6 separate regions of the Mus musculus genome follow, and regions 1, 2, 3, 4 and 6 are each linked to region 5. Evidence: chromatin contacts called from public HiChIP or PLAC-seq and promoter capture Hi-C data. All regions are on one chromosome and are shown on one strand. The core of a region is the stretch at or near the end of the contact, and the rest is flanking DNA. Distances in the headings are between cores, read along the strand shown. Region 1 has its middle 36 kb from the start of 1810063I02Rik. Region 2 holds the start of Mprip (myosin phosphatase Rho interacting protein). Region 3 holds the start of Olfr225 (olfactory receptor 225). Region 4 holds the start of Aldh3a2 (aldehyde dehydrogenase family 3, subfamily A2). Region 5 holds the start of Drg2 (developmentally regulated GTP binding protein 2). Region 6 holds the start of Zkscan17 (zinc finger with KRAB and SCAN domains 17).

Region 1 (2,815 bases), core at 133-2,632, 570 kb before region 5:
CTTGACACTGTCTGATGTTAGGTTCCCCCAGCTTTGGCTTCCAGCCCATCTGCTGTCAATGGTTACTGGAGCTTGGGTCAACTTCATGCTGAGCAACTGCCCAGCCTGTTCCCAGGGTGTCAGCTGAGGTAGATACCCCTGTGTACGCAAAGCCTTTCATTACTGCCAAGTCCTCATCTCTGCCTCCTGCCTAGCCCAGCTCCTCTGACCTCACTAGCTACTCACCACCACTTTGGTTGGAGCCTGTATCCCACCACAAAGCCTCTACACTACACTTCCCTCCTCCAGAGGCTGAGGTGGGTGAAGACTGCTCTTCAACAGTGTTCGGACACCAGGTCTTTCTTAAATGGCATCCTTTGCCTAAACTTGGACCTCTCCACCTCCAGCTTCTGGGCCACCACCTGCAACTCTCCTTCATTTGGGGGGAAAGGCTATGTCCCTAACCCCTAAGATCCCAAAGGAACAGAGATGGAGAGGAAGAAGAGAGATGGACAGATATTTAAATAGGACACAAGAAAAAGGGGAATTTGCAGGGCAGGGCAGGTGATAAGAAGGGCCATGAGGGAAGGGCACAGTTCAGAAAGCTGAAGACCATGGAGGGACTAAGAACTAAGACAAGGCCCGCGCAGCCTTGTGCAGAAGGGTAGGCCCGTGGGAAAGGGTAGAGGAGCACGGTGATGGCACCCAACCTCCTGTGACAGTGACACCCCCACCGTCCCAAGAATATAAACATCCTGAAGGCATCATCCTGCATGGCCTCCCGCAACCACACAGAGATATCCATGTGATAGCACAGGCAGTGTTTAAACAGCTGTAGCCATCGGCAGCTGGTCTCACATGGAGGCGCCCCAGAGCCATATGAAAACAGGAGCCTGCAGCCATGATTAGCCCTGGATTCTTGAGAAAAGCTTCTTGTGGAGGAAGGAGAGCACTTAAAGGAGCGAGAGCACAGGGCTTGGGGGCGCTCCTGGGCCATATGGCACCGGAAGCTCCGTGGGAGGGTGTTCCGGAAGCATGGAGGGCTTCTGGGAAAGGCAGACAAGTTCAGAGGCCGCGTAGTCTTTTCTGGGGCTTCTGACCATCTGTTGCCCTGTTGCCCTTGCAGGTTTCCTCTCTCTGGGGCCCCAGGAAGTAGCTGGTGGCTCTGCCTGGCCATTAATTCACCCATTTTGTTCTTCCCCAGGCTCTGAGCCCTGTGCTGAATATTCAGACTGGCTGCCTGATTTACCCCTGCCTGCGTTTGAGTGGTTCTATTTATAAAGCCCCAAGGATAGCTGACGAAAACGGTGAAGAAGAAACAAAATTTTCAGAGTTTAAAGGCACTATGCCAGCTGTTTGTTTGGAAAATAGGATGACGTCTATTCTCAGTTCCTGGCCTTCCCCTGGGACTGGGGAAGTCAGATTAGGCTGAGGCGTAGCTACCCGCAGAGCTGGACCACACATCACGCCCTTCTGTACCCACGACTTCAGAAACATTGTTTCTCCTTTGCTGACCTTGGATAGTGAAGGATGTTCTCCCTGCAGAGCACTCCAAATCCTTCCTGGGTTCTCCTATTGCATCCTTCTCCATCCCCTTTGGCTAAGGTGCCATGTCTTAGTGTTCTAGTGCTGTGAAGTGACGTCATGACCACTGTAACTCTTATAAAGGAACACATTTCACTGGAGCTGTCTTAGTTTCAGAAGTTGAGTACATTGTCCTCATGGCAGGCAGACATGGTGCTGGAGACATAGCTGAGAGTTCTACAACCAGATTACAGGCAGCAGAAAGAGTCAGGGCCGCTGGGTCTGGCTTGAGCATTTGGAACCTTAAAACCATACTTTTTCTAACGAAGCCACACCTCCTAATCCTTCTCCAGTGGTGCCACTCCCTGATGACTAAGCATTTAAATATATGAACCTATGGGGGCCACTCTTATTCACACACACCCAAAAAAAACCTCCACTTTTTCCTTGGAGGAGAGCCCTGCTAGGCCTTTTGCTGTGGGTTGGGAAAGTCTTGGGAATGGGGACCTGACGCTCAGGTGCCCTGCGATGCTGTGTAAAGCCTATGCTCAGATCTGGGAAGGAGGTATTGACCTCCTGGTCATTTTCTATGTGGCGCATCTTCCCTGGCTGATCCTTGACTTACTGTAAGGTGTGATGTGTTATACTTACTTCACCAAATGGAATGACTTTGAAGTCTCCTGTTTTGGTGTCTTCCCAGGCTGGTGCTAAGTGCTCCCTCCCACCCTCTCTTGAGATGCTGGCAGAGAGTGGTCCCACAGCTTCCAGGCAGCAGGTAACCAGGGCGATCAACCAGTTGTAGTGTGTGGCTGGACATGCATACAGGCTGATTGTGATGGTTTGAATAGAAATGGTCCCCACAGCCTCCTCTGCTTCACAGTTGGTGGAACTTTGTGGGGGAATTAGGAGGTATGGCCTTGTTGGAGGATTCCCAGTGTTCTCATTCTCTCTCTCTCTCTCTCTCTCTCTCTCTCTCTCTCTCTCTCCTACTTGTGGATCAGTCAGGATGTGATCTTTCTGCAGTCATGAATGCTAACCTTCAGAGGCCATAAACTAAAGTAAACACTTTCTTTTATGCCTTGATCATGGTGTTTTATCACAGCAATAGAAAAGTAACTTTAAGACAGAAGTTGGTACCAGGGAATGGGCTATTGTTGTGTCCTGACCATGCTCTTTATTAGAGGAATGTAGAAGACTTTGGGACTTTGGACTAAGAAAGCAGTTGAGTGTTATAAATGGGGCTTAATGGGCCATCACAGTAGGAACTTGGAAAGACAGTGAGTAGTGATAAGAGACACGTTGATTATGGGGG
Region 2 (2,872 bases), core at 26-2,525, 790 kb before region 5:
CAGTGGAAAAGTACGCAACTCTGAAGGCATTTCTCTCCTAAAGCCTCCTTGTGACCTGAGCGCAGCTGCTCTCAGTGCCACCACCTGCTCCAATATCACCTCCATTGTGAAGAATGAGTTAGTTCAGCCTGTTAAAAAACACAGGCTGACTTCTGGAACTGCCAGCCAGCTGAGCCTGGAATCTCAGGTCAAAGTGATTCCTCCTTTCTGTCTTGCCTCCCTCACTCTTTCCCTTTCCTCTCCTCCTTAGCCTCCTTATAAAGGTCTCATTACGGTCCAGACTGGCCTTAAACTCTCCACCCTCCTAGATCTACTTTCAGAGTTCTGGGACCACATACTCCTTTCTTGTTCCTCCTCCCCACACTTACACCTGCATACCTTGGGAACAGTTCTGCATGCTCTCTGCTTAGATCCATTTCACTGCTGCTGGGAACAATTTGCCTCCTAAGGAGCAGGGGTTGTCCCCCTCCATCCCCCTCCCCTCCGCCCATTCTGGACTCCTCTGTCGTTTCCTTTCCAAGTGGCCTTTTGCCTGGGAGTCTGGACAAGAGTGGCCTGTAGTATATAGTTCAGGCCCTTCTTGCAGAGTGACCTTGCACAAGCTATTCGCAGTGTCTGAGCTTTTGTCTCCTCAAGCACAAAACGGAGGTAAGAGTGCGTACGTAACTCTAGCAGAATTGGGCTCCCATAATAGAATTGACAACTCCTCACGGCTGCTGACATCTTCTAGTCACCTCGGAAACACTACGTCTTATTACTTAACTGCTCCGCGCGCCTCAGTTTCCTTACGTAAAACCGGAATGGTCACGGGAAGGTTATGGAACTTTAATGATCTAAAACACGGGAAGCACTTGAAACAATTTCTAGTCTTTATGGTGGCATCTGGGTCGACCACAGACCTAGCACACAGTAGGGGCGCAGGCTAGACGAGGCAGAAGGCCGCAGCGAAGAGACTACGAGAAAGACAGGGGCCCGCAGGGAGACCGCGGAGATCTCCGGCGTCCTTCCGGGAGCAGCCCAGCCCAACGCCGCAGCTGTCAGGCCGCGGGCGGCGGCGCCAGTCCACCAAACCTGAAAGTTCCATCCCAGCGCCTCCACCTTCCCAGCCTGGACAAGTTACCTTGCGCCCGCTGCTCCCGGTCCCGCCCCCGTCATCCATTGGTCGACGGGTTTCTTTGTTAGCAGGAGCGTGCGGGTGCCATTGGCTCGCGGGGCTGCCGGTTGCGGTGCCCCGCCCCACCCCGCCCCTCCCCGAGTGCGCGCGGCGCCCAGCTCGGTTCGTTCGCGGTGGCGGCGGGCGCCGGGTGAGCGCGACGGCTGGACTTGCCGGCCGGCGCCTTGGGGGCGGCCGCGGTGGAGCCAGCGGCCGGAGGCCGCGTCCGTCCATGGGCCCACAGCGGCCGGGCGGCGGGGCGGGGCGCGAGGCGGCGCGCGCGCTCTGAGGCCGCGGCGAGCAGGCGGGGCGCGGCGCGAGAGGGGAGGCCTTTCCGGGCCTGCGGCGGCCAGCGCAAAATGCGGCGGCGGCCGCGCTGAGTCCCCGACCCCCGGGAGAGCGCTGGGCCGTGGCGGCCCGCTCCGCGGCCGCCTAGCCGACATGTCGGCGGCCAAGGAAAACCCGTGCAGGAAATTTCAGGCCAACATCTTCAACAAGAGCAAGTGTCAGAACTGCTTCAAGCCCCGCGAGTCGCATCTGCTCAACGACGAGGACCTGACGCAGGTGAGCTGCCGCGGGTGCGGAGCTGAGAGTCCTGCCTGCGAGTCGTGCCGGGGAGCGCAGAGCCTGCGAAGGCCAAGAGAGAATAAAAATGGAGCAGGGAAAAAAAATGCGTGAGAGTTGGGGGATGGGGTTGGAATGGGGGCGGGAAGAGTATCGATAGAGCTGGGACAAAGGGAAAATCCTCAAGAATGCCGAAAAATAACATCCTTTCCCGTTCCCATAGCTCTGCCGTGTGATTCATGCTTGTTGGGTGACTCAAAAAAATGTCTGGTTTCCCTGGATAGGAACAAAGTGGGGCTTGCTTGCCACTTGTCAGTACTACCCCCCCCCTCGCCCCCCTCGCGACTTGTCTTGGGACTGGACGCAGACTTGGCCACCAAACTGTCCCAGGAATTGGCATGTTTGCGTGGGTCACCAGTTTCCATCTTGTGGAATAGAGCCTGCTCTCCTTCTAAGTCACTGTCACCGTCAGGGTCTGAAGAGAGATGAGGTGTTTCTCTTCAGATGGGTGGGTCTTGCTCTTGAACTGAAGGTAGGAATAGCTTTTGTCGAGGGGTAGGGGCTTCCCTTCTTGGTTTTGCTTTCTGGCCCAGGAGACCAAGAAGACCTGTACATTCTGGGGAAAGTTGGTTTCCCCCTCTGTCTGCCCTTAATTTGTTAGTCAGGATTTTGGACCAGGTTAGACGCTCTTCCTAACCCGTGTCAAAGTCACAGTCATGGAAAACAGAGTTCCAGACCTCCAAGTCACAGTCATGGAAAACATTGTCCTAGATTGCCAAAGACCTCCAACCCCGGAGCAGTGTAGGAGATTGGGAATTTGTGTTGGTACAAGGTCTCCAATTTGGGCAACTGGCCCTTGGGAACTGGTTGCTCTCCCGTTTCTGGTGTTGAGGATTCCTGGCCTTGTTTGCAGCACTTTGGGAAAGCACTATATATCCTGCTCCCCTTTCCCCTCGCCCACTTCCTTTGCCCCCTGCTTGCTGACTTCAGTGGAGTTCCCCACACGGTCCAGCCAGTGCCACCTAGTTGTAGCCACTCCTTTTGGAAAGAGCTGTTTAGACTGAAAACATTGCTTTGAAGTGCCCTGGTTTGGCTGTTTTTAAAGCCTTTATGGGCAAGCAGGCAGGCAAGCAAGGTTTGACTTGTTTTATGGGG
Region 3 (2,700 bases), core at 50-2,549, 840 kb before region 5:
CATTGTCTTTTTGTATCTTGGAGCATGTGATATTTATTTTCTACTTCTTCTATTTTTCATTCATTGTATTACTGGATTCCCTTTTTTAAACTGGAAGCAAAGCGTGGTTTAAAGTGTAGCCATGAGACAAGTAACAGGCTGTTGACTTGTGGCATGCGGGGTATGAGGGAGGACAGCTGCCAGCTTCTGTTGCCCAAGAACATGGCTGCGACTTTTCTTAAGAGAAAGGCCAAGCACAGAGAACCATGTGCGGGAAGATTTCAGCCTTTAGCAATCATTTTTCTTCTCTTGGGAAAAATGCCCTGACTCCCCTTTCATCTGAGGGCCTCACCTGGCTGCAACATCTCAATCCTGGACTCGGTCTCTTCATGCATCTCTCAGAGATGCAGGTCATTCTGAGGAGAGGTCTTTGCAGCAAACAGGGCTTGGGTATTCCTAAGCATCCTCCTGACAGGTGAATTCCTCCTTGCAGACCAGCATCTTAGAACGCTGGGGCTTCAGGAAGCTTGAAAATCAACATGTCTCATATTTGTGAGACATTTTGCTCTTTTTTTTTTTTCCTTCCTGTGTGCCATAATTTTCAGAAAAACTCCACACAATGAAAGCTACTTTGGGTCTCTTAGGCAATGTCACTTGAATCACTAGGTCACAAGGTGAGACCAAATCTTTAGCTTTTCAGAAGTCAGAACATTTAGGACCATGGGCTCTTAGTTTCCTGGAAGCATAGTTAGTCACTGTGAGTAACTTGAATGCCAACGTGTGCCTCATTCCCTTTCCACCTGTAACTCGTGGCACAAGATCATAAGAACAATAGCCTAGGTTTTTATGCAACTGATCTTTGATGACTGAAACATGGACATGGGGTGAGGAAATGGGAGATCCAAGCAAACTTCTTGAAACAATTTCACAAAAATGAAAAGGTGATTGTATCAAGTTTTTGAAAATCACTGCAATGTTAGAAGACTCTGGGAAAGTGACTTTTTAAAATGTTACTTTATTTCTAAAAATATCAATAGGTGCTCCATTTTTAAACTAAAAAAAAAAGATTTGAACATTTATCCGTTTACCTTAATTAAATGGATTAGAGTGCTCTTTGGGGGATAGTTTGAGCTTCCTTCCATGGTAGACAAATATCTTCTCCTGGTACCTCACCTGACAGGCAAGCATTAAACAAGTCGCTACAGTTAAAATATTGATGATGTGGTGAAATACGTCCCTGCTGGGGGACCGTTTGTGTCCAGATCATCTTGGCTTTTTCCTAATGCTTGTGTGTCATGCTTTCTGAACAGGTCACAGCTGATGGAGAAGAACAATGAGAGCTCTGGGGAGTTTATTCTCCTGGGCTTCTCTGACCAGCCCCGGCTGGAGATGGTCCTCTTTGTTGTCTGTACGGTCTTTTATTTTCTAGCTGTCACAGGCAACTCAGCCATCATCTTCCTCTCCCTCATGGACCTCCGGCTACACACACCCATGTACTTCTTCCTCAGCAACCTGTCCCTTCTTGACCTCTGTTACAGCACCAGTAGCATCCCCCAGTTCCAGATTAACCTCTGGGGCCCACGGAAGACCATCAGCTTCGTAGGATGTGCTGTTCAGCTCTTTGCCTTCCTGTCCGTGGGGGGCATCGAGTGCATTCTCCTGTCAGTTATGGCCTACGACCGCTTTGTAGCTGTCTGCAAGCCACTGCATTACCTGACCATCATGCACCCACAGCTGTGCCTGAAGCTGGCAGCCTTTGCCTGGCTCGGTGGCACAGCCAGCTCGACACTGATGTCCCCACTGACCATGTCTCTGGGGCGGTGTGGTCATCGCCGTATCAACCACTTTGTGTGCGAGATGCCGGCTATCATCCACATCTCCTGTGTGGACACAAGCTGGATAGAAGGCCTAATTTTCATCCTGGCCATCCCTATTGTTCTTGTGCCTCTCATTATGATCCTGGTCTCCTACGGCTACATTGCTGCCGCCGTCCTGAGGATCAAGTCTACAGCTAGTCGGCGCAAGGCCTTCAACACCTGCTCGTCACACATGGCGGTGGTGTCTCTTTTCTACAGTAGCATCATCTACATGTACATGCAGCCTGGCAATTTGGCAAGCCAGGACCAGGGCAAGTTTCTAACTCTGTTCTACTGCCTGGTGACCCCCACGCTAAACCCTTTCATCTACTCTCTGAGAAACAAAGACATGAAGGCGGCCATGTTGAAGGTTCTGGGAAAAGATAGAAACCTGCTCGACCCGCAGGGCACTGACAGGACCTGGAACTCACCTCACTTGTCCATGTGTTTCGGACCCATAGTGAATCATAGTGACAATAAGCCAAAGGTGGCAACGATGTGGTGTCTTGTATCCCATAGGTCCCAGATCAGTGATGTATATTACTGTCTGCAGGGAAGGGCCTCCATTTTATTCAAGGAGATAGGACTTCTTACAAAAAAAAACCCCAGCAAACTGACAGAAAAAGACCTGTGGCTTCCTTTTTTGCACAGAGTGGAGGAAATGATTTATTTACAGCTAACCTGTGATGCTGTTCAGACACAAGAGGAAGGAGGCACCGTCTGACAGAATGTGTGCGCATGTGCCTGTGTGTCAGAGAAGTAATGGGAACACTTGCTCTCTCCCATAGAAAGCTGTCTCAGTTTTCCAGCTCTATTGCTCCACCCTGTGGAGCAAACATTCCCATGTCCTCTGATGGTCACCAGC
Region 4 (2,700 bases), core at 48-2,547, 810 kb after region 5:
TGTTCTACTTTGGAGCCAGATTTTAAATTCTGGACTTAATATATTTTCTTCAGGAACGCTATGTATGAACAAACATACACAAACTATCTGATGTTTGAGGAGTGGATGATTCACAGAGTTTTAATATTCACTATCCTATCTTGTTTACTAATTACCACAGCCCCTCTTTACCAGAAGTACTCTGAAGGAAGGTTTCTAGATTCTACTACAACTACTGTTACCACTTTTTGAAGCAGTCTTTGATTGAAAATCTGAAAATAGAGGTCTTACCATGCCTGGAATACAGATAGAAAGTAAAAGGGAGAAATAATATTACTAGAGAGTACAACAGACCATAGTTGTACCTTGAACACTACTTAAAACCTTGGTACTCAAAGCTTGCTTCTAAACAGGCCATATGTTATCACCTGGGCCCTCATTAGAAATCTCAGACACAGTCTCACGAGGACTAAGTCAGGATTTGTATTTTATCAGGTCCCCAGGGTGATTGTCTGTATACTGGAGGTCAATCATGTATATGATTAATGTCACACAAAGTCATATGGGGAATTTCAGTGCTGAAGATTATAGGAAATAAAAAGAACTGTCAACAAAAAGAAACCATTCTTTTAACGTCATGAAATAAAGACAGGGAGTGAAATAGCTGAAACCTACCAAGCAGACAAACTACTGAGATCCAGCCTATCCAGAGTTAACTGCACATTGTAAGGAAAGAGACTATGAACGCAGCAGAAATGGGCAAGGCTATACAGAGCGTTCGCAGACGAGAAATTGCCGGCGCCAAGTAAAGTATGCACTTCAATATGAGTGCAAATACAACAGTTTGGGCTCTAAGCGGGGCTGGAGAGTCCAGAGTCCAGGGTACTCTGCTTCCTCTTAACTGCTGGATAAACAAAACCAAACAACCTGCTACAGAGAAGGAATAAGGTGGCTCATCGGGCCCCTCCCACCCTGTGGAGGCTCACTTTGCTCAGGTCTGCCGCGATGGCTGCTAAGATTTCCTTCTCGCGCTCTTGCACCATCCTCCGCAGGGCCTCAAGCTGCTGCAATCGGAAGCGCAGCGGCCGAGATCGGCCGGACCGGAACGCCTGGCGAAGCCGTAGGACCTGGCGCTCCATGGCCGGGCCTGAGGAGAACGCGGAGCGAGGCAGGTGAGGGAGCACAGTACCAGTAAGGAGCTGCTATGGATGATGCCACAGCTCACTGCCACTTTCCGCTGCTGGGTCCTATCCGCCTACTGGCCTAGACCCGGCCCGGGTGTGGGCCAAACCCCAGCACTTCCCTGCTAACGACAAAGTGCGCACTCATTGGCTGAGCTGCTGCACGTGACTATGAGGCCCCGCCCCTTACCTCTAATCTAGCCGCGGGATTGCGGTCCCCGGGCGCCGGGTGTGTAGGTGCAATTTTTGGCACGCGAAGACGCGGAAGAAGTCCTTCTGGCTTCAGAAAAGAGCCAAGCGTCCTCTAGGAGGAGGAACTGAGGCCCGAGGGTGCTCACCCGGCCGGAAGTAGTCTCCCTTCGCCTGCAGTGCCTCAGATTCAGAGGCAAAGTCGCTGGGCCTGGGTAGGGCGGGCCTGGGTGGGGCGGGCCGGGTGACGCACGCGAAGGAGGTGAATCCAGTGTATACACACACACACACACACACACACACAAGCATTGTCATCGCCCACACTGATTTTCAATCCTCTCTACTGCGTACCATCCAAGGTTTTTTCCCAAATTTCCTCTCCAGGCTAATTAGCAATGGTTGACTTTCGTACCCATCTGGGGCTGCTCAGCGACGGCGGTCACTTTGTGTTGTCCTTCCCATCTTCTGGAAACATTTCCGCTTCCCTTCCTTGGCGTTCCCTAGGTTTTCCATCTCTGGATTTCTCCCTTTTCTGACCCATTAAAGTATTCAAATGTCTGGGACTAAGTTCTCTCCGCGCAGTCACTCATCTAATTCTACCAGTAGAGAGCAGAGAAGGCTCTCACCCAATCTTTCCTTGGACTCCCAAGGACACATTTAAATGCTAATCTCTATTTACACTTATAATGGACTTCTTATAGTTAATTTCATTAGAACTTTTTATTATTCTTCAGCAAACAACTCATACTTCCTACAGTGTTCCCTGTCTCTTTGACTTGATCTTCAAAATATATGTTGAGCCCAATAATGAGTGGTTCAAACCATACTACATATCTACTATATATAGCAATAGCACTCTAATAGGCTGCTTGCTTGATTGGTTGGCGACTATGAATCTGTTACTTCTTAGCTCTGTACTTACCGTTTTACACTCTGTAGTTCAGGAGCCCAGAGTAGGTTCTCCTCCCTCCTTGGCCTCCCAGGAAGTTCTGCCAGAGGAAGAAAGTAAGGAAGGAAGGAAGGACAGACTACCAGGACACTAAAGATTTCTGTTTCCCCATGGACTCAGTAGTGTGGCAGGTGCTGGCATTTCTATCGTGGAAGGAGAGTCAGTATATTCCTGCCTCTAGGAATTTCTTGGACAAGGTGGCTCCTAGTCCTAGAGGATGACAGTCACAGTGTCTCCAAATGGCACAGAAGTGGGCAGTACTGCAATGAGTTTCAGCTGAGATTCATTGGAGCAGTTTCTGATCTTTGAGACCATCCGCCCCACTCCACCCCCATGCTTCCTTCATTATTCCTGAAATCCTTCCTGCATGAAGTAACTGGGTGGGTTTGACTAGTTCCCCTT
Region 5 (2,746 bases), core at 66-2,565:
ACAGCCATATTAGGAAGGAGTTGATGGAAGGGGTGGGGATAGGGAATAAAAGAAGTGCAAGATACAGGTATATGAATGGAAATGTTATGGGGCTAGAGATGGCCCAGTGCTTAAGAGCACTTGTACTTGCAGAGGGCACAGGTTTGACTCTGGACCCCTATGGTGGGACACAAGCATCCCTCCAGATCCAGGCAATCTGATGCCCTCTTCTGACCTCTGCAGGCAACAAGGAAGACATGCATGTGGTATACACATACATGTAGGCAAAACACTTATACATGGAAAATAAAACATCTTTTAAAATGTTATAACCCATTATTTTGAATGCTAATTGTTTTTTAAAAGGAAATTTGAGGCAGAAGGGACCTGAGGACTTGGGCCTGGGCTTCTCAGGCCTTCTCATCTGCATTGACCACCCCAGCTTCCAAAATGCTCCATCACCTTTTGATACCCACTCAAAACATCATATAAACCTACCACACTTAAATCGTACTACCTTGCAGAAACAGCATACACATCTACTGCATTACCATGAGGGTGTGTAGACTTGGAGTTCACAGCCAGAGCTTCATTCTATCTTGGCACTGTCATTTAACAGCTGTAATTTGCAATACCTATTCGGAAACTGCAATGCAAGCGAGACTGGTGACCCCATGCACTTTGTTCTTGAAACAGACATGTTCGATTCCCAGAACCCACGTGGTTGTTCACCACCGTCTGAAACTATACTTTTAGGAGATCTGGTGCCCTGTTCTGAGCTCCACTGGCACATGCACATGGTGTACATACATATATGCAAGCAAAACACACATAAAATGAATACATCTAATTTAAAAATTAAAAAAACAAAAAAACAATACCCCACATTAAAGCTGGCATTAAGTGCTCTTAACGGCTGAGCCCAGTTTTGAACTTTTCGTTTGCTTTCCTATCTGACACTGATACTAGCTGTGCAACCCAGCTGACTTCAAATTCGCAGCAATCCTCCTGCTCCTGCCTCCTGAGTACTGGGATTAAAGGTTACTCCAGCAGGCTAGACCCCAAGACTCTTTTACTGCCTTTACAAAATGGGAGCCTTAAGACTTTCTGCCCATCTCCTTTTCTGTCACTATCAAAGAGAAAAGAGATTCCCCCTCTGCTTTGCAAACTCAAAGCAGTTTGGGGTCTGGTCCTAACGAACCAAAGTCAAGACCCGGATGCTCATCGCAGCTGGACGAGGTAGGAACGGATGGTATCTGCTCTCCACGTGGTGTGCCCGGACTCCGAATCTCGTAGCACCGGGAGCTCGGGAGGACTCCATTCTTGGTGCGCTTCCTGGTTCTGACTGCTTTGCTTCCGGCATTAGACGTGAGCGCTCAGCGCTGTAAGCTATAGGCAGCGTGAATCTCCGCCGAAGCTGCAACTATGGGGATCTTGGAGAAAATCTCGGAGATCGAGAAGGAGATCGCTCGAACGCAGAAGAACAAGGGTAAGGGCGGGATCGGAGGGGTCTCCCTTTCTACCCTCCTTGTTTTTCTTGTCTGTAAAATGAGGGGACAACTGGAGCCACCACCGAGGCCGGAGAAACACCGGGGAAGTGCCGAGGCGTGCGTGAGGCGGGAGCGGGCACATTCAGCGACGTGATTTCAGGGTTCTTGAGAGATCTGATCTGTGCTGGACTCAGTGTTCAAGTAGAGAAACCTCAGCGCGCACAATAAGCCCGTGACCCAGAAAGGCAGTGTCGGAGATTTTCCCCTAGGGTCCTGGCAGCTGGGCCTTCATGCTGAGAAGGGCAAGAGAAGACATCTCACAAAACAGCTTGTCCCGGCAGACAGGCAGGCGCCAGCGAGCTAGTGTCAAGGAAGTAGGGACTGGAGAATTTGTCCACTACGTTCTTGCTATGTAACCTTGTAAAGTCATGTCAGTTTTTGGCGACCCAATGTCCTCATCTGTGGATAGGGATAACACCCGCTCTGTTGTGGTTCACATGTGCAAAGCCCTTGCCAGAGTGATCACCTAATATTTAAAGTAAACCACCCCAAATACACAACACCAAGGAAGCATCAAACTGTGAGGGTTGGGGATCAGTGGAGAGGTGGGACTGCCAAGCAGTGTCTAGCCTTGGTGCTTTCCCGAGTCTTGAAGAAATGTGGTGACAGAGTTAGTGCTGCTGCCCTTCCTGTTCGGATGCACAAGGCTAAGTGACCTTTCCAGGCAGTAATGGCAGGGTGGGATTGATCTGACTTAAATTCAGGCAACAGCAGGTTCATAGGTCCTGAGGCAAGGATAAAGTCAGAGAAGGGTGGAAGGAGTTGGGGCAGGACAGCTGAGGTCCTCAGTCTCAACCATGTCCCTGCTATCATGCGGATTCGGTAAGACCTGAAACAGAATTCCTTCTCAGTAACTTAACCCTGTTCCCCAGAATTTGGAAGCAGTATGGTAACCCTAACAATACTTTTTTTGGTTTGGTTTGGTTTTTGGTTTTTCGAGACAGGGTTTCTCGCTGTAGCCCTGGCCGTCCTTGAACTCACTCTGTAGACCAGGCTGGCCTTGAACTCAGAAATCCGCCTGCCTCTGCCTCCCAAGTGCTGGGATTAAAGGCGTTCGCCACCACGCCCGGCCTGACAATACTATAAAGGAGAAGGAAAAGGGACAGGTGTACAGTGAAACAGTCTGTTCTCCCTCCATGAGTGCTGGGTGATGTCAGGAGAACTAAGCACAAGGTACCCATCCTCTGCCTGGGGCCGCAGTGATGGGACGTGTGCAG
Region 6 (2,832 bases), core at 319-2,818, 950 kb before region 5:
ACTCGGAGAAAAGGTAAACGGAGTCACCGAGTTGGGCTCTCGGGATTCCGGAAAAGCCCAGGCAGGGCCGCTCACTGCCTGGCCCTTTACACCCTCACCTGGAAGAGACTCCCAGCGGGGCAGCACCACTTTGCTGGAAGACAAGCGATACCAGAAAGCCACCAAGCAACCGAATAACAACCTGGAACCTCAACTTTTCTGTATTCCTCTGATTGCCGAAGTAAAGGCAGACACCCGACGCGAGCTTCTGAAAGCAACAGGCTGTGAACCTCGACTACTCTCACGTCTTACTCCCGTATTAAGAACCCAATCCGGGCCCCGCCCGCTCTCTCCTGCTTCCTCCGCCCACTGTCTCCCACCTGCTGGGCCCTGAATGGCTCAGGTCTACACTTAGGATAGTGTGTCCAGGGTCCCACCCTCAGCACCCGGTTCTGCTGGGGGACTGCTCTCAAAGAGCCCTAGGCCAGACAAGCGTGTGCCTCTTTGTCACTCTGGCACCTGGCGCGCAGGAGCCTCGGGAGCGGAAGCTTTATGAATGAACTACCGTTAGGGAGGGGAGGGCTCCCGCAGGGGCGGGGCTTGCCCAAAGCAGTTATTGAAGGCGCAGGATCCCAGGGAAGGAATGAAGAGCAGGAGGAGGAGGAAGAGGAGGGTGTTTTAGGCCAGGAGAACTATGGGGTTTCTGTCGCTTCCACTCTTTCAGATTTGCTGGCTCTTTCCTTCGAAGCCCGGGACAGCAGGCGAGCAGATCCTCACCTTCCAGCTCGGTCTCTCTGGTGTTTTGGCAGAGGCGGCTCCAATGCATGGGCCAGACTCGGTCCCTGGCCAGGCCAACCCTGTCTCGGGATCCTCTAGAATGCATCAGCTGGGCTTGGGAGCGAAGGGAGACGCCTGGAAGAGAATTGTATTGCTTCATCCCCGAGGGCACCTATGAGGACGCGGCTCTGGGAGCAGGGATCTGGGCCCGGACGCGGGAAGAGGAGAACAGGGAGCAGGACCCAGGCGCGGGCTGGGGATCAGAGCGCGGGAAGTGGGGAGCGGGTTCCGGGTTCAGACAGCGGGGCATGGGAAGCCGGGCCACAGTATACTCACCGCTGCGCAGCGTCCCGGTTGGCGGGCCGCGTAGGCCGGGCCGCCGCGGAAAGGAAAGGCCGGAGCCCTCCGGCTCCCTCCCCTGGGACACTTCCTGCACCGCTCTAGGACCGAGGAGGTCTCCTCATCTCAGTGGTTCGCTTCCCCGCCTCCTGGCCGAGGTGTACGCGGGGGGGTGACATCCGACACCCCCGGCCCGCCTGGACCGCCCCGCCCCGCCCCGCTCCGTGCTCTCCCGGCCTGGGCCCGGGGCCCGGGCTTTAGCTTTGTGGGCCTTCCTAGCGGGCTCGGGATGCGCGCGCGCGCCCCGGCGGGACCCGGGCGCTGGGGGCCAGTTCGCGCGGCCACCAGCCAGGGAGGCCGGCTTGGGGCTTTGCTCTTCTCTGCTCCTCTTGTGTGGGCGCAGGGAAGGGCTGGTCTGGCGGCGCTGGCGAAATGCCAGAATTGGGAGGAGGAGGGATGAGGTGTAAGGGGATCTCCCAGTGACCATTTGCATCCCGTGTGTGCTGTTGTGCCCCAATCCCTTCCAGCCGCAATTCCATTTCAAAGCCAACGCTGCCAGAGCCACCCAAATCGGTAGGACTGGAGAAATGCAGACCCAGCGATCCACGGTGCTCGCCGAAGCAGCGGCCCGCGGCTTCGTGGCATGGAGATGATCTACGATTTCTCTGTTTAAGGAAGACTGTAGCACTCTGGGTCCCTCTGAGCACCAGGATAGTCCTGGTGAGTACGGAGAGAGAAGGTTGCCAATCCTGAGAGTATGAGTTGGGGAGCTTGTCGCTGGCTTAATGCATAAACACAGGACAGAGTGACTTAAGTCACGGAGAGTGAGAGGTGACCAAGAACTAGGGCATTGGAACCTATTCCTGCCTCATCTACCCTGTGTTGAGTAGAGTCCAAATCCTCCCTCAGTTCCCTCGGGCTGGACAATGGAGCCGGACTGTCAAAGGGAGGAAGCAAAGAAAAATCTGCCTAGAAGTGAGCTACTGTGCTGATTTTTTTTCCCCTTTCTGGTTCTCTTTCGAAGGTACATGGTAGGAAGTCACCCTTAAAGAAGGTGGTTTGATAGAGACACCCCACCACCGGCAGACTTCGTGCTTCCGTTTCCTTCTAATAATTGGGACTGGGACAATCTCTTCCGACTAGTAGGTATGGAGTTAAGGGTCGAGGTTTTGGGACATTAGGAGGTGAGTCAAGTGGATGATTGTTCCCCAAGTGCAGAAGAACGCTGAGCAAGCAAGGGTCACCCAAGGCTGGGACTTAAGGCTCACAGAGAGCAATAGGAGCCACCTAGACTTACAAATCCATGCCAATCCCTTTTCAAAAACACCAGCCAGGAAGCACAGCCTGGAATGACCAAAGACCCCGTTGGGGAGTCAAGCCTAGTGATTAGTCCAGTTGTGTATCCCGAAGGGCTGCTGTTTAGGCTCCTGCCTGGTGGCTGCTCAATACTTGGATTCCTCAGAGGCGCACTTATTGGAGCCCTCACGCAGGTAAAATGCAGCGCCAGGAGGTGGCTGATACATGGGATTTTTCTCCCCCCACAAACACTTTCCCTTTAGTTTCTCCCCCTGAGCTCACAACTCTCAGGATTTAGGTCCCCTCTCGCTGTTCAGAAGCCGCCAATGACTCCTAATATGCCTTCTTTCTGTGTTTCTTCTGCATAGAACCTGGAATAGGGACTAATAGACTGGAATCGGAGCACCTGTGTTAAATCACACCCATCAAGGCGCAGTCAGG

The links. Promoter capture Hi-C pulls out the DNA fragments that hold promoters and counts their contacts. HiChIP or PLAC-seq counts read pairs in DNA pulled down with a chosen protein or histone mark.
Region 1: a contact with region 5 is called in an H3K4me3 HiChIP or PLAC-seq map of pro-B cells, with 4 times the contacts expected there. The contact joins the enhancer-like site here to the promoter of Drg2 in region 5. A contact is called at or near these places in 3 of 39 promoter capture datasets (embryonic stem cells, liver and pre-B cells), 1 of 15 datasets of contacts at CTCF or cohesin (embryonic stem cells), 2 of 484 Hi-C or Micro-C datasets (the N1E-115 cell line and palatal mesenchyme), 4 of 115 datasets of contacts at active chromatin or transcription factors (embryonic basal ganglia, embryonic stem cells and pro-B cells) and 2 of 9 other capture datasets (adipose tissue and liver).
Region 2: an HNF4G HiChIP or PLAC-seq map of pancreatic cancer cells shows a contact between it and region 5. The contact joins the promoter of Mprip here to the promoter of Drg2 in region 5. A contact is called at or near these places in 1 of 39 promoter capture datasets (liver), 1 of 115 datasets of contacts at active chromatin or transcription factors (pancreatic cancer cells) and 2 of 9 other capture datasets (adipose tissue and liver).
Region 3: a promoter capture Hi-C map of embryonic stem cells shows a contact between it and region 5, with 2.7 times the contacts expected there. The contact joins the promoter of Olfr225 here to the promoter of Drg2 in region 5. A contact is called at or near these places in 4 of 39 promoter capture datasets (embryonic stem cells, hippocampal neurons, liver and 1 more) and 1 of 115 datasets of contacts at active chromatin or transcription factors (pro-B cells).
Region 4: an H3K4me3 HiChIP or PLAC-seq map of bone marrow-derived macrophages shows a contact between it and region 5, with 4 times the contacts expected there. The contact joins the promoter of Aldh3a2 here to the promoter of Drg2 in region 5. A contact is called at or near these places in 1 of 39 promoter capture datasets (hippocampal neurons) and 1 of 115 datasets of contacts at active chromatin or transcription factors (bone marrow-derived macrophages).
Region 6: an H3K27ac HiChIP or PLAC-seq map of double positive thymocytes shows a contact between it and region 5, with 7 times the contacts expected there. The contact joins the promoter of Zkscan17 here to the promoter of Drg2 in region 5. A contact is called at or near these places in 2 of 115 datasets of contacts at active chromatin or transcription factors (double positive thymocytes and large pre-B cells) and 1 of 9 other capture datasets (liver).

Annotation. Positions count from the first base shown.
Region 1 is chr11:59,884,454-59,887,268 of GRCm38.p6, forward strand. No RefSeq gene overlaps it. Among named protein-coding and RNA genes, the nearest start is that of 1810063I02Rik, 36 kb to the right of the region's middle. Within about 2 kb of position 1,383, at least 107 of the 459 cell types and tissues checked have an H3K27ac peak or open chromatin away from gene starts, as enhancers often do. A contact at or near this core is called in adipose tissue, liver, pre-B cells and 1 more, where this site is marked.
Region 2 is chr11:59,661,232-59,664,103 of GRCm38.p6, forward strand. Mprip (myosin phosphatase Rho interacting protein) reads left to right here and starts at 1,276. Exons shown (of 24, transcript NM_001368931.1): 1 at 1,276-1,717. The coding sequence starts at 1,595.
Region 3 is chr11:59,611,667-59,614,366 of GRCm38.p6, forward strand. Olfr225 (olfactory receptor 225) reads left to right here and starts at 1,300. Exons shown (of 1, transcript NM_001011740.2): 1 at 1,300-2,559. The coding sequence starts at 1,300. The coding sequence ends at 2,559.
Region 4 is chr11:61,265,889-61,268,588 of GRCm38.p6, forward strand. It overlaps Aldh3a2 (aldehyde dehydrogenase family 3, subfamily A2), which reads right to left and starts at 1,298. Exons shown (of 10, transcript NM_007437.5): 1 at 966-1,298. The coding sequence starts at 1,118.
Region 5 is chr11:60,453,276-60,456,021 of GRCm38.p6, forward strand. It overlaps Drg2 (developmentally regulated GTP binding protein 2), which reads left to right and starts at 1,316. Exons shown (of 13, transcript NM_021354.2): 1 at 1,316-1,468. The coding sequence starts at 1,405.
Region 6 is chr11:59,505,072-59,507,903 of GRCm38.p6, forward strand. It overlaps Zkscan17 (zinc finger with KRAB and SCAN domains 17), which reads right to left and starts at 1,569. Exons shown (of 10, transcript NM_172941.4): 1 at 1,093-1,569; 2 at 757-891. 4933439C10Rik (RIKEN cDNA 4933439C10 gene) reads left to right here and starts at 582. Exons shown (of 5, transcript NR_015585.3): 1 at 582-1,815; 2 at 2,120-2,241; 3 at 2,760-2,832.